2 separate regions of the Mus musculus genome follow, and region 2 is linked to region 1. Evidence: chromatin contacts called from public HiChIP or PLAC-seq data. All regions are on one chromosome and are shown on one strand. The core of a region is the stretch at or near the end of the contact, and the rest is flanking DNA. Distances in the headings are between cores, read along the strand shown.

Evidence for each region. HiChIP or PLAC-seq counts read pairs in DNA pulled down with a chosen protein or histone mark.
Region 2: a contact with region 1 is called in an H3K4me3 HiChIP or PLAC-seq map of bone marrow-derived macrophages, with 4 times the contacts expected there. The contact joins the enhancer-like site here to the promoter of Efhd2 in region 1. A contact is called at or near these places in 2 of 39 promoter capture datasets (liver and maxillary cranial neural crest), 3 of 484 Hi-C or Micro-C datasets (embryonic stem cells and erythroblasts), 8 of 115 datasets of contacts at active chromatin or transcription factors (bone marrow-derived dendritic cells, bone marrow-derived macrophages, embryonic forebrain and 5 more) and 3 of 9 other capture datasets (adipose tissue, liver and pancreatic islet).

Annotation. Positions count from the first base shown.
Region 1 is chr4:141,869,413-141,876,659 of GRCm38.p6, reverse strand. Efhd2 (EF hand domain containing 2) reads left to right here and starts at 1,740. Exons shown (of 4, transcript NM_025994.3): 1 at 1,740-2,100. The coding sequence starts at 1,793.
Region 2 is chr4:141,989,434-141,996,187 of GRCm38.p6, reverse strand. Fhad1 (forkhead-associated (FHA) phosphopeptide binding domain 1) reads left to right here. Exons shown (of 32, transcript NM_177868.4): 3 at 4,848-5,088. Among named protein-coding and RNA genes, the nearest start is that of Fhad1os1, 9.8 kb to the right of the region's middle. Within about 2 kb of position 2,342, at least 76 of the 459 cell types and tissues checked have an H3K27ac peak or open chromatin away from gene starts, as enhancers often do. A contact at or near this core is called in bone marrow-derived macrophages, embryonic stem cells and pancreatic cancer cells, where this site is marked.

The sequences.
Region 1 (7,247 bases), core at 491-2,990:
TTTGTGAACACATCAACAGTTACTGATCAGGTGTCTTCCTCTAAGCATCATCCTGTGGCAGCCAGCAGCTTCTCTGGTCCCCTCTGTTTTCACAGTGTCACTTTTTAGCTTGTGCTTTCCAGGTCTTCTGTACCCTGCCTCTGGGAGTGGGCAGTATCTGGGTACCCAGCATTGCCCTGTTATCTTAGTGATGCATCTGTGTCGGAGACTCTTGACTCCAAAGAGCAAGGCTTCCCCCAGGTGCTTGTGAAAAGCAGCTTTTTGGATCCCAGTGACAAAGGACAGGTCTGTCAGTCTAGGTAGAGCCTGGAAATCAGCATTATGGCTAGTGACCTTGCAGTTGATGCCAGAACACCATAGCTTTGAAGGTTTAAGAGTTTGTTACCGCCGGACAGTGCACGCCTTTAATCCCAGCACTTGGGAGGCAGAAGCTGGCGGATTTCTTGAGTTCGAGGTCAGCCTGGTCTACAGAGTGAGTTCCAGGACAGCCAGGGCTACACAGAGAAACCCTGTCTCAAAAAACAAAACCCCCAAAAGAAAAACAAACAAACAAACAGAGTTTGTTATCTGTCTATCTATTATCTATCATCTATCAAGGAGGGAGTCTTACTATAGAGCCCTGGCTATCCTGGATGTAGACCAGGCTGACTGAACTCAGAGACTGGCCAGAGATTTACTTTAGTTTTAAGTCTGTGTGTGTGGGGGAGGGGTATATATGCTCATGAGTGCAGATGCATAAGCAGGCCAGAAGAGGGTCTAGGATCCCTGGTGCTGGAGTTACAGGCCTTTCGTGACTTGCCCCTCTCTACCCGGACCCTACACGGATGCTAGGATGTCAGTCCTCCACAAGAGCAATAACCACTCTTAATAACTGAGCCTTCTCTTCAGACCAGCTTTGCTGTTCTTGAAGTGACAGACTAGATGACAGAGACAAATTCTCTCTGAGCTCCTCCTTTCCAGCTCCCCCCATTCCTGACGCTTTGGGGAGGAGGTCACCCCTCTGGGATCCCCATCAAAGAGGCAACATGGAGATCTCTCTGAAATCCCTCTGAGGTGGAGAGTCCCAGGCATCCGCCGGATCAGGCAGCTATTGTGCTGAATCATCGTGTAACAGGACGACCCCCTTCCCCTTTCCCAGTTCTTTGGGGACCTTGAGAACTGGTAGGGTGCCATCTCCCTCATAGCAGCTACCCCACTTTTGAATGACGCCAGTCATGATAGCCCTGGAGACAGTCTCAACTGGGCTCCAGTGCTAGGGTCCACCTTCTTCAGATTCCTGCCACCTTATCAAGAACGCCCAGCGGTTCACTACCAGTGGTCTCCATGGCAACCGACAGGGTGTCAGAGACACAAACCCCTTTCAGAGAACGGGTTGAGAGCCGCGCCCCTCTCCAGTCCCTGAACACACAGCCACCTCCTGCGAGCGGACCCTCTTCCCTCCCGAAGGGTTGGGACACCCCCTTCCCAGGTTCCTTCCAGAGGGCTCCTGGGACTCAGCGTCACCCAGAGGTCATCAGAGAGAAGTTGATGGTTTTTCACTGTGGGGGAGGGAGGGGAACGATGATGAGGAGCTGGGGAGCGGAATGCACTTGACCCCCCTACCCCCCTCCGGGGATAGAGAAGGACCCGGCACGCGGCAAAGGCGGCGGGAGCCAGCCCGGGGGCGGGCGGTCCCCTAAGTCCCACCTTCAGGGCGGCGCCTGGCGGCGGGGAGTGTCAGGAAGAGGAAGAGCGCGGCCGGGAGCGCGGCGCAGAGCAGGGGCCCGGCCGAGGCAGCGCTGCGCGGGCCACCATGGCCACGGACGAGTTGGCCAGCAAGCTGAGCCGGAGGCTGCAGATGGAGGGCGAAGGCGGCGAGGCGACGGAGCAGCCGGGGCTCAACGGGGCGGCGGCGGCGGCGGCGGCCGAGGCTCCCGACGAGACTGCCCAGGCGTTGGGCAGCGCGGACGACGAGCTGAGCGCCAAGCTGCTGCGGCGCGCGGACCTCAACCAGGGCATCGGCGAGCCACAGTCGCCCAGCCGCCGCGTCTTCAACCCCTACACCGAGTTCAAGGAGTTCTCCAGGAAGCAGATCAAAGACATGGAGAAGATGTTCAAGCAGTAAGTGCCCCTGCACCCGGTTCCCCACCACCCTAGACCCGGCCTCGGGCCCTAACCTCCCGTATCCCCAATTAGATTCCCCCAGAACCCCGTCTCACCAGGGTGGGGAACTCTGCTGCTTTTCTAAAGAGCCACGAGGCTTCCAGACCCACCACCCCAGCACGCAAGTGGATCTGGGGAGCTCCCGTTCCTGACATGTGACCCCTCCTCCTGGTGATACTGCCCTCGGAATAGCCCACGCGGATTGGGGGCTCCCTGAGGTTCCTTCCAGATAATCGCAGGTCCCCAGCGAGTCACTACCACCACACAGGGTACCGACCTCCTTCCCACTGTTAATGTTACTGCACCCACCACCCTACACCCAAACATATCGAGAAAGGGAGAAAGGGCCGGTGGCTTCCCTTCCGCTCCGTCCTAACTACTGGACTCCCTACCCCCACCGCAATAAGGCAACCCTACTGCCTCTTAAGGGGACATTCCCCCCGGCACCCATGCCAGACTTGTGCCTTTTACTGGGTCCTTTAATTTCTTCTGCTTAGTTATGGACTCTCTCCTACTAGGTTGGGTCCACAACCCCCTCCCCCCAACACACACACACACACACACACACACACACACACACCCTCAGCTATACTATGTTTACTTACTGTGGGTGAAAACTCTTCAGGCCTTTCCATTCCCGCCCACCCTGTTGACCAGGTTCCATTTCCTTAACACTGTGCGGTCTTGCTAGGGAAGGGCTCCTCTGTCCCTGTCCCCCAGTCTACAAACATGTAACTCCCCTATCATCAGGACAGAGTCCCCTGGGACTTAGCCCCTCTTCATACACTGTGAGTCCACCTTCCTCCCCTCCCTCCCTTCTCCCCCATTACCCCGCCCCCCCACCTCGAACCCCTTCACTCCGTGGTTGTGCAGTGGTGACTCCCCTGCCCTTTATCAGAAGGCAGCCCTCTTCCCCAGTGACAGTTCCTCCCTTCCCAGACAATCCCTGGAGCCCATTCTCTCTCTATGTGCCCTGCCTAGGGTCTCCAACCCCTGCCTTCTACTTTCTATGATTCTAAGCTGTACCCTTACCAGATTAGGATGTCCCCAAGACCTGTGGGCTCAGCCATTCCACACCCCCACAAAATCCAGCAATATGGAGATGGGGGAAGAGTACCCATAGGGGTAGAGAAGATGCAAGTGCCCCTCCAAAGGACCGGCCTCCCGTCTTCCTAGTAAGCCACCTATGTTCCTGGAAAGGAAATGGTCCTCCAGGCACCAGGCTGGAGCGGATCCCAGAGGGGACCAAACCACAGAAGCTGAGCTTGGGGTGGGGTACGCAGGGAATCCCAAAGCAGAAGACAGCCAGCAGATTGAGAGCCCCAGCCACACCCCACGGACAGTGCCCAGACACCCATCAGGAAGCCCGGAAAGGGGGCGTTCCCTCCAACCAGGGTCCAGAGAGGATTTTCCCATGTCCCACTTCCTTCCACACCCACAGCCAGTCCTCATAGGGAAAGAGGACGTTAGGTCCCAGCTATGGGTGACTAGAAGCTTCCTGATGCCGCTATAATGCACCCCCCAAACTTCTACATGGAGGTTCCAGGGCAAGAGGATACCCTCTGACTTCAGTCTCCACTGACTGACCAGGCTAGAACGGCAGGAATCCACACTCCTTGCTTTTGAACCTTAGGGCAACGGTGACTTCCAGGTTGATCCACCCTGTGGATTCCAGAGAGTTACTTAGGTGTCATAGATCTCTGCAGAGATAGGGCTGGGGCCTCCCAACAGTCCCGTGACTCAGGACTTTACAGCTACCAAATGATAGGATCAGGATTCGAACTCGGACCGGTAGCTTCAAAAGCCATGGCCTTCCCTTCTGAACTGTCTCTCACAGATACCTGTGTCAGTGTCTCGAAACACATCCCAACACCTCTTTGTGTGTGTGTTCTGTGTGTGTGTATGTGAGACTGACCTCCCCCCTCCACCATCCACCACCAGCCCATTTTACATTTCCTCCTTCTCTTATCTTTCGGCAGTATTCTTATCCCCCATACCATGGCGCTGTTTTAGGGAACCCAGATACCCCCAAAGAGCAAGCTCGGGAGAGACCACTTTGATTTGCGGGGAACCCGTGGGGAGAATGGTCTGGAAGCTGTGCTGTACTGTTTTACCCAGGCTGTTTTGGGGGGAAGCAGTTTAGTTGAGAGGTGCTTAGAGGGTGCTGGCCTCCTCAGAGCTACCTCTTGGCACTAGTGCTGCACGCTGGGGTGCTGGGAGGGGTGACAGGGTAGGAAGGGGCCAGAAAGCTGGACCTCAAGAGAAGGAAGTGCCACTCGCCAGGGTCCCTGGCTGGGGCGCAAAGCTGCTGATGTTGTATTCAGGGAAACAAGGCCTCACTGTGCCCCATGAGCCCAGCCCAGCCGAGTCCGGCTGGACACAGCCCCAGAAGGCTTCTCAGAGCACAGAATACACAATCTGCTTCCACTGTGCAAGTGGCTGCTGCCTCCTGGGGCCCAGCAGGTCCCAGGATCTCAGCCAGGGCTCTGTTGAGAGCGAGTGCAGGGAGGAAGTGGAGCCGGTGGCCCTGGAAAGCGGAGCTGGCTCTTCCTTGGCAGCCCAGAGCTAGGAGGCCGGGCTTCCCACCTCATCGGGAATCCCACCTCAGGTCCTTGTCGGCCCTGGACCTCAGTCTGCCCCAGTGCAAGAGGAACAGGCTGTGTGTGATGATCCTCAAAGACACGCCTGTTCTAGCCTCGTTTCTAAGGGGTCTTGAGCACTGATGCTCTCTAGAACTGCTTCGAAGTCTTCTGGTCCATCCATTCAGTGTGGATGAGGACAGTGATCGAGGGAGAACCCGAGGAAACAGCAGGCTCTGCCACCTACTGCTGCCTGCTGCCTCCAGCCCCATTTTACAGACAGGAAAACTGAGATCCAGAAGGGAGAAGTGACCTGCTTGGGATCATGGGTTTTCCTCCAAGTGGGGCCTAGGGATGACACATACTGAGTTCTGCCTGCTGTCAGGCATAGAGGCACTGCATCTTAGAGCCTGTACCCCACCCTCTCACACCACACCCCCGCCCCTGTGGCCTCAGACTTTATCCCTCCTCTCTCACACACAGCCTCCTCCCCTCTCTTTGCCCACTCATCCAGAGTTGTTTTCTAGAAGTTTCCAAGACAAAAAGGCATTGGACAGATCCACAAAATTTCAGGGATGGCTACCGCTGCTGAGCTGTTAACAGCCCGGGGAGAACTCTGGAAGGTTCTGTAAGCTGACATCTGCCTGGAAGGTGTAATTGTGGATGAACTGTGGAATCCGAGGAAGGTGCCCTAGTTCCTTGTTCTGTCTGGCCCGGCACTGGCCCTACCCCTCTGCCCAGCCTCCTCCCCACCCACTTCATCTCATGACCCCTTACGTCAGACGGCCAAGGTTCCCTTTCCTTTTGGCTTTTCCTCCTGGGGCCACCCGGCCTCCTCTCTCTTCCCTTCCTGGTTGAGTCTGCAGCCCTACAGGGCTGTACACCTAGCTGCATGGGGACTCAGAGCACATTCCTTAACCCTTTCTGGGGCTCTTTCCCCACCTGATGTGCTGTCAAGTGCGTAACCTAGTACTTGGCCCAGAATCAGTACTTACTAAGTTGCTGTCATCATTGTCCCAAGCTCAGCATATGCCCTGGCCCTGGTGGCAGCCGTCAGCGCTGGTCCTGAGGTTGCTCAGAACGAGCCTCTGGCTGCCTCCACTTCCCCCCAACAGAGCTGCCAGCCTGTTAGGCTGGCACTGGCTCTTTGCTTTGGGCCAGAATGACAGGGATTCAGCCCGTTGCTACTTTCCTCTTGCCCAACAGACGCTCTGATTGACAGCTGCATATTGCTTTGATAAATAACAAAAATAGAGAGATGAATTCATTATCACTTAATTACGTGGCAGGCAGGTGGTAGAAGAAAAGAGAAGAGCTAACAGCGGCCCTTGGAGCGACACTAAACTGGGACACAGGCCCTTGCCACCCAGCTGGGTCTCTGTGCAGGGTACTGGGCTCCTGAGCCTCTGCGTCTCCTTGGGCCATAGGACCTACCTGACAGTTCCATGTTGGCAAACAGAACTGTCCCAGGTTTGTCCTGGGGTCTGTTAAGGCCATGGATGTTCTTAGAAGACATCCTGCCACCCAGCAGCTATCAAATCCAGCTGAAGGCCTTGTAGAACCCACAGAATTTTTGGAAGGTCTTTGGTGGGGTCCACAGGACCAGTAATGGAAGGCGTCTGCATTTCCACTGTTAGGAAAAACCGCAGCCTCTCGGTCCCACAGCAGCCTGTGGGTGGTGTCAAACTTCAGGTGTCCCTGGCCCTGTCCTTACTAGAGTCCCAGGGGAACTCACCTCTATTTCTTAGGGGTCAAGTTTAGTCCTCGGGGCTCAAGGAGGTGAGTCACTTGGCCAAGGTCGTGAGTGCTACTTGCAGGATTAGATCTAGGTGGCTCTTAGGGTGAAAGTGGAGGTCCTTGTTCGTAGAAGCCAGAGCCAAGCTTGGTGGGGGTTGAGGTGCCTCACACCCCAGGGAGGGAGGATTCCCAACAATGGGCCTCTTCTCTTTTCCACCCACTTCCCCTCTGTATCTGAGTCACCTCTCCTCCCCCCTCTGGGGACTTTCTGGTTCTGTGGAAGGGGGGTGTTTGCATCTCCCACTGCCCCCTTTCCCTCCTTCCCAGCCTTCCCAGTGGCCAGAGGAGGCCCAGGCCTGGCTTTGGCTGGAAGAGTCCTGGCCCAAGGGTCATCAGGACTTCCAGAGGCAGGTTGGAGGCCCTTTCTGCAAGGGCAGCTGAGCTGAGGGGTTAGTCACTTTGCAGCCTCTTGCAAGGACATCCCTCCAGTCTGCAGTCACCGAGTTCCTTCTGGCTGCCCAGCAGCCTTCTTGCAAAGCAGGACTTCTTCTGCTTTGCAAGAACAGGGAAGGCTGCAGGGCCAGGCAGGTGTGGCTCGCTGGGACCTTCCTGAGCAGGAAGTCCTTCCTTGACTCAGCCATTTGACTGATGAATGGGGCCACTGTTGACTCACTGGGTACCAGGGCCCTGGCTCTCTTCTTCTTAGGAAGTTTCTTCTGCTCCTACTACTAATTATCATCATCATTATTGTTGCTGTTGATGTTATATGGGTGTTTCGCCTTTGGAAGA
Region 2 (6,754 bases), core at 1,093-3,592, 120 kb before region 1:
GGGTTACCGATAGAGTGCAGAACACATCCCCTACAGTCACGTGGACACTTGCGGTTGTGACTCCCAGACCACACTAAGTCTCAAAAGTGTTGCCATTGGGTTTTGTCTGCAAACTTGGATCCCCACTCCAGCACACAGTGACAACGGGCACGTGAGTGAGTTACGTAGGCTAAGTATTGGTGGGGTCCATGTGAAAGAAGCCGTGATGGGGAGGGACCTCACCTGTCCATCAACAGCCCCAACTCCCAGTAGCCTTCTCTGGTGCATCAAATGCTAGCTCCACGTACCGGAAGAGCGTGTCTGCCGTACAGAATGTAGCGGCTGCAGATACAACTCTTGTCCCCTGTATTGTTAATGTTTTCTCCATCACTGACTTTGCAGGGGAGCGGGGGTGGGGCAAGTGTGTGTGTGTGTGTGTAGGTGCACTCTTGCCTGTGGAGGTCAGAGGTTGATGTTGGGGGTCTTCCTCCATTACTCTCGACGTTAGTCAGGTCGTTCCCTGAACCTGGAGTCCACTGTTCCAACTTGACCACTCACCCAGAAGGCTGTGGGGATCTATATGACCCAAACAGCAAGGTTCAGTGTGAGACCCCGTCTTAAAAAAATGATTAAGATGGAGACGCAGTTGAGGAGGACACCCCAATGTCAACCTCTGGCCAACACGCACATTCACACAGGCAAATACACATAAACACATAAACACATGTGCACGCACACACACACATGCACATACACATGTGTACACACAGTTTCTCACTCACACATACACACACTTGTATACATATGCATGCCAGTGCGCATGCACACACACACTCGCGCACTTTTTTAAAAAAATAAAGGCTGTCATTCACCCTAGGTGTAGTCAAGGAAGGTCTGATGCTCAGCTAACTCTTTGAGATCCATGGTGCTTGGGTCTCTCTCTCTCTGTCTCTCTCTCTCTCCCCTTCTCGCCCAGGCACTCACTCCCCCTTCTCTCTGAAGTTGGGGGCTGCATAATCCTAAAACCACTGAGCCACACCCCGTTCTGAGGCACCACCTAGGTCTCATCTAGATTGAAAGTTGACTGACAGACATGGCCTTACCAGTGTACACATGGCTGTTTAGAACATGCATACCTGAGAGGGTCCTTCCTGGGGACTTACAACAGGGAACAACAGCACATCCATTTGATTCTACCGCAGACACCTGCAGCAGTGCTTTAACTCTCGAGGGCGGTGCGCTAAGAGAAATAAGCCAGTCATAAGATGACCCAGCTCAGGTCTGGAGAGGTGGCTCAGCAGATAGGAGTATGTACTGCTCTCTCAGAAGACCCGAATTAGGTCCCCAGCACCAACTGCTGCTCCTACTCTAGGAGCCCTGACACCTCTAACTTCCATACACAGACATAAACACATCATCTTTAAAAACAAAACAACAAACAAAAACCACATTGTTCCATTAGCCCATATTTGAGTGGGTAAAGGGGTTCGGCTTGTATGGCTTACGCAGAGCTGTCAAGGTCAAAGAGAGAGAAAGGAAAAGGGGGAAGGAAAGGGAGTAGAAAGAACCTGAGTTTATAAGACACAGTGCAAAGCAGCGTGAGTGATATACTGAACACTACTCATAAGCACGCTTTAAAAATGCCTACAACAGGGTGCATTTGGGGTGTTCTTTGAGACACATAGCCCTCAGGCTCTACCTGCCTCAGCCTCACAAGCTCTGGGGCTACAAGTGTGCACCCCCATACGCACCACATTTTCTGGGGTTTGGCTCATTTGCAATTTTTCAGAGCTCTACTTCCCCTCTCCTCCCTGGCTCCTCCTCCTCCCCCCTCTCCTCCCTGGCTCCTCCTCCTTCCCCTCTCCTCCTGGCTCCTCTTCCTTTCCCCTCTCCTCCCTGGCTCCTCCTCCTTCCCCTCTCCTCCTGGCTCCTCCTCCTTCCCCTCTCCTCCCTGGCTCCTCCTCCTTCCCCTCTCCTCCTGGCTCCTCCTTCCCCTCTCCTCCTGGCTCCTCTTCCTTTCCCCTCTCCTCCCTGGCTCCTCCTCCTCCTTACCCACTCCTCCCTGGCGCCTCCTCCTTACCCTCTCCTCCTGGCTCCTCCTCCTTCCCCCTCTCCTCCCTGGCTCTTCCTCCTTCCCCTCTCCTCCCTGGCTCCTCCTCCTTCCCCTCTCCTCCCTGGCTCCTCCTCCTTCCCCTCTCCTCCCTGGCTCCTCCTCCTTCCCCTCTCCTCCTGGCTCCTCCTCCTTCCCCCTCTCCTCCCTGGCTCCTCCTCCTTCCCCTCTCCTCCCTGGCTCCTTCTCCTTGGTGTTGCTACCTTCTCAAGTCCAGAGAGTCAGCTAGGAGATCCTAGGGTCTAGCCTAGTACGCTCAGCCCTGATTGGATCACATGTTCCTTGAACAAACCCTTAGAGTCAAGTCAAAGAATGTGGCTGACTATTACTTAGTCCCTCCCATAAAACAGGGACAGGGAGATTGCCTGGATCCAGTGGCACAGAGTGGGTCCTGCCTGTGGTCTGGGAGGTGGCGTTACTCATTGCTCAGAACTCTGGCAGTTGGTTCACCGAGATGCATTCTGTCCACATGCTCAGCAAGCTTCTATTAATCCAGTTAGAACAGTCTAGAAAAAAAAACTGAGGCCAATGGGCCCAGCTAGGAGGAGGAGTCAGCCTTGTTCCCTTCCTGGCAACAGACTCTAAGTGGGTCAGTGGGTCAGATTTCCCAGGTGACTCGGATTCCCTGGATGCTTTTCTTCTCCATAGCCCTGAGTCTTCTGGGAAGCCCAGGATCCTTGACCTGTTTTAGACCAGGTCAGGCCCCTGTGCAGCGGGCAGCCTTCTTTTGATGGAGACACTGCAGAAGCAATCTCGGCAAGCTCCAGTTTAGAACATTCTATCTGTTCCTCATGGGTCCAGTGTTCAAAAGGAGGAACAGTAGCCTTCCTAGTGCAGGTTGGTACTTGCAAAGTATCCTGGGTATTCCCAGAGAGAGGAGACAGAGGCAGGGCCTGGGCATACCATGTAGGGGGTGGGTAGGGGGGATAGACATAGAGAGAACACAGAGAGGGGAGGGAAGAAGAGGGGAGGGGAAGGGAAGGGAGGGGGGGAGGAGAAGAGAGGGGAGGAAAGACAGAGGAGGCAGGAGACAGGGAGGCTGAGACCCAGAGCCTGGCCCTCTCCAGTGTGCCCTGAACTTGGATGACTCATCCAAGGGCGTCATGGGAATAGGTGAGCCCTGTGCAGCAGACAACAGCGCCGTTGCCGTCATCACTGAAGGAAAAAGCACAGGGGAGACACCTCATTACAAGTTCTGCGTCAGCTCCACACCATATTGCCTCTCCCGGGTGGATGGACCCTGACGTTCCTCCTGGGGGAAGCAGCCAGACACCTTCATGGGCTCCCATACTCAAGGTGCCTGCCAGTGAGGCACCTGCTGCAGCCAGGTGTTGGGGAGGCTGAGGATGAAGGCGGGTGAGGCAGTGCCCCACCCCACCCTCGGAGTTCCCAGCCTTGGGAGGCGTACACAGCCCACAGTGTGCTGTTACTGAGTTCTCGAAGACCGAAATATATTTACATATGCCTTGGCCAAATGCTGTGGTTCGTTCCCTAACCAATTCATAACTTAATCATCCCATTATGCTGTTCAAAGTTCGGCCCTTTGGCTGGTTACCTGGTCCTCAGTTACATGCGATCGTCTTCCTCTGTGTCTGGGGCCGAATCCTCTGTCTCCAGCCTGTTTCTTCCCCCATAGTCCTATCTCTGTCCTGGAACTTCCACCCTCCCTAGTTCCTGCCTAAGCCAATAGGCCAACAGCATCTTTATTGACAGGTGATTCTTCTTCCAAATAGTACTAGAGATCCTCTCGACACTAGTGTGGATAGAGGAATTGACTTGTGGGGGAGGGGAGGGTCCCTGGGGCTGGCCTGACTCTCAGTTACCTGCCTCACCCTTCCCTTCATGCCCCTGTCTGTGCACCTAGCGCTCACTCGCTGCAGGAGCTGCGGATATGGATACGGGGTGGGTAAAGAGGAGGGAAGGCCTGGTCCCTGCTGTGGCATCCCGTCAGCTCAGAGGCTCAGCGCTATGTCCCTGGCTTGGGAGATGTCACGTGTGAAAAGTCCTGGATGAGGGACTCAGGAGGACACCAACCGAGATGGATCGATGTGGGTCTAGAACTTACTACCATCATTTGCTAACACCACGGACAGACAGACAGACAGACAAACAGAGCGACAACGGGATGCCAGGAGCTCTGAGGAGAGATCAAGGCCCCAGAACCAAGATTGACAACACGGGCAGAAGCTCTGAGGAGAAGAATCAACCCCATCCCCACCCCCCAACCCCATGGCAAAAGTGAGATCTCCAGTTAGATGTAACTGAGGATAGGAAGGCTGCACAGCACCGGCCTGCAGCCAGGCTTCTCTGGTTCCTAGGCAGGAGGCGGGGGAGCGGGTGGGGAGCAGGGTGTGTGGCCACAGTATCCACTTTGATGTGAACTCACTCCCCAGGGCAGAGACCTTGGCCCCTGGCAGTGTGGTAGGTGCCTGTCAGGCTCTGTGAGAAGGGGGCGGTGTGTGTGTGTGTGTATGTGTGTGTGTGTGTGTGTGTGTGTGTGTGGGTGTGTGTACTGCAAGTGTCCAGGCCTGATTCTCACATCACATCTTCACAATATGACCTTGTCCAGCCTCAGGGTCACCAACACTGACTGCATAAATTGGGGAGCTCTTGCTGGAGTATGACGGTGACCTGGCACCCCAAACTCGAGGAACATGCAAGAAGGTTTCTCGGAGGGAGCGACTCACAAGCTGGGTCTTAGGACAAGCTGTGCTATGCCTAAACACCACCTCCCCTGAGCCTCCCATCTGTCCCACAGGTCTCCTGCCCATGGGTGAGGGGCCCAGCACCTTGGCCAAGTCCACAGCCACACCTGTCGTCCTCGCCACCCGACATGCCCTTCCACCACGGTATCCAGCCAGCAACAGTGCAGAGAAGTTGGTCACAGGGTTGTCCCAGACCCACCATGGTCCCACCTGCCCCTCACCAGCGGCCCATGAGTGCCAGCGGGAAGATGTTTTCCTTTGTGATGGACCCAAAGTCCCCTGTCATCAACCAAGGTATGTGTGTGGGGTGGGGGGTGGCTTCAGACAAGAATTTAAAGCCATGAAGATAGGTTAACCTTGGTTTTCACTTTCCTCTGACTCTGAATATAGACTATAACTAGTTGTAAAAAGTATAATGGTGGGCAGGCGAAAGGGCTGAATAGGGAAAGGAGCCTGCCACCAAGTCTGATAACCTGAGTTTGACTCCCAGAACCCATAAGGTAGAAGGAGAGAAGTAATTCTTTCAAGTTGTCCCCTGACCTCCTCAGAAATGCTATGGGGCATAAGCATGTGTCCGTGCGGACACACGCATGTGCACACAGAGTTAAAAGTAAATGAAGCATTTTTAAAAAACAGGTTGCTTAAAGAGGGAAAATGGGGGATGTAGGTCAGTAGAGTGTTGGCCTAGTGTGCATGAAGTTCTGGGTTTGCATAAAAACAGATATGGTGGGGCTGGACATGATGGCGCACGCCTTTAATCCAAGCACTCGGGAGGCAGAGGCAAGTGGTTCTCTATGAGTTCGAGGCCAGGCTGGTCTACATAGTGGGTTCCAGGACAGCCAGGGCTACACAGAGAAACCCTGTCTTGAGGGAAAAAAAAAAAGAAAGAGAAGGGAGGAAGAGAAAAAGTTAAATAAAATACAATGAAACATCCAGCTGTGCAGTTGTAACATCTGGATTACTCCTTTGAGCTCCGGATTTGTCTCTAAGACTGCAGCAGAGCCCCAGTCCACACCGAAGTTCCCCGTGCAGAGTGTAGGCACGCGTGCATGCGTGTTCATGGACATACCGTGTTCAGCAGGATCCACATGATTCTCTTTGGCACACGAGCAGATGTGTTGGTAACTGAAACCCTATTTGCCCACCAGAGCCCCTGGGAAGTTGTAAAAATGACTGGTCATCACAGTGCCGGGGAGAAGAGAGTGAGGCTTACCAGAGAAAGCACTTTCCCCGGAGGGTAGATCCATCCACTCTAGTCTACTTTAACATTCTGTATCATGTGAGCGCCCACTCGCAGCTTTTTAGTGTGGGGAAAGAATTTGGGGATAGGATATTCTGTCCATTGCTGTCCTCTTGGCCACAGTAGCCCTAACAGCAGAGCAGATGTCAATTCAGGCCTTGGACACAGTCGCCAGTCTTCCTCCATGGCGGCTTGATCAAGGTTTCCTGCTTAGTCTTCTCTGCCTCAGCTCCACAGCCCGAGTCCCTGGTGTCTTGGTGCGCTCCACTTCCTCCTCTGGCCTTTCATGACCTTTCACCTAGTTACCGTCCTCCATCACTAAAATTATACTTAGGATGGGGACTGTTAGGGCAAGGGAGGAGGCAAATGGACCTCTAGGGCTGACACCAGCATCATCAAATGAGTCACCCAGACCCTGGAAGCAGCCTGTCACCCCACCAACATTTGGACTCAAACATTTCCAAATATACAGAGTGGGTCCTACTTGGAAGGCTGAGGCTGAGGGATCTCGGCTTCAGTGCCTGCTTGAGCTACAGAGTAAGTTCAAGACTAGTCTGGGTAACACAACAGGATCCTGCCTCCAACTAAAAAGTAGAAAGATCCAGGGCGTAGCGTTCAGTGGGAGGATGTTTGCCTCCTGTGCGAGGCCCTTGGCTCCATCCTTAGTGCTGACAAACAGAAATGATTTTTCAGAGATCCTCCACCTAATTCTATCCTTAA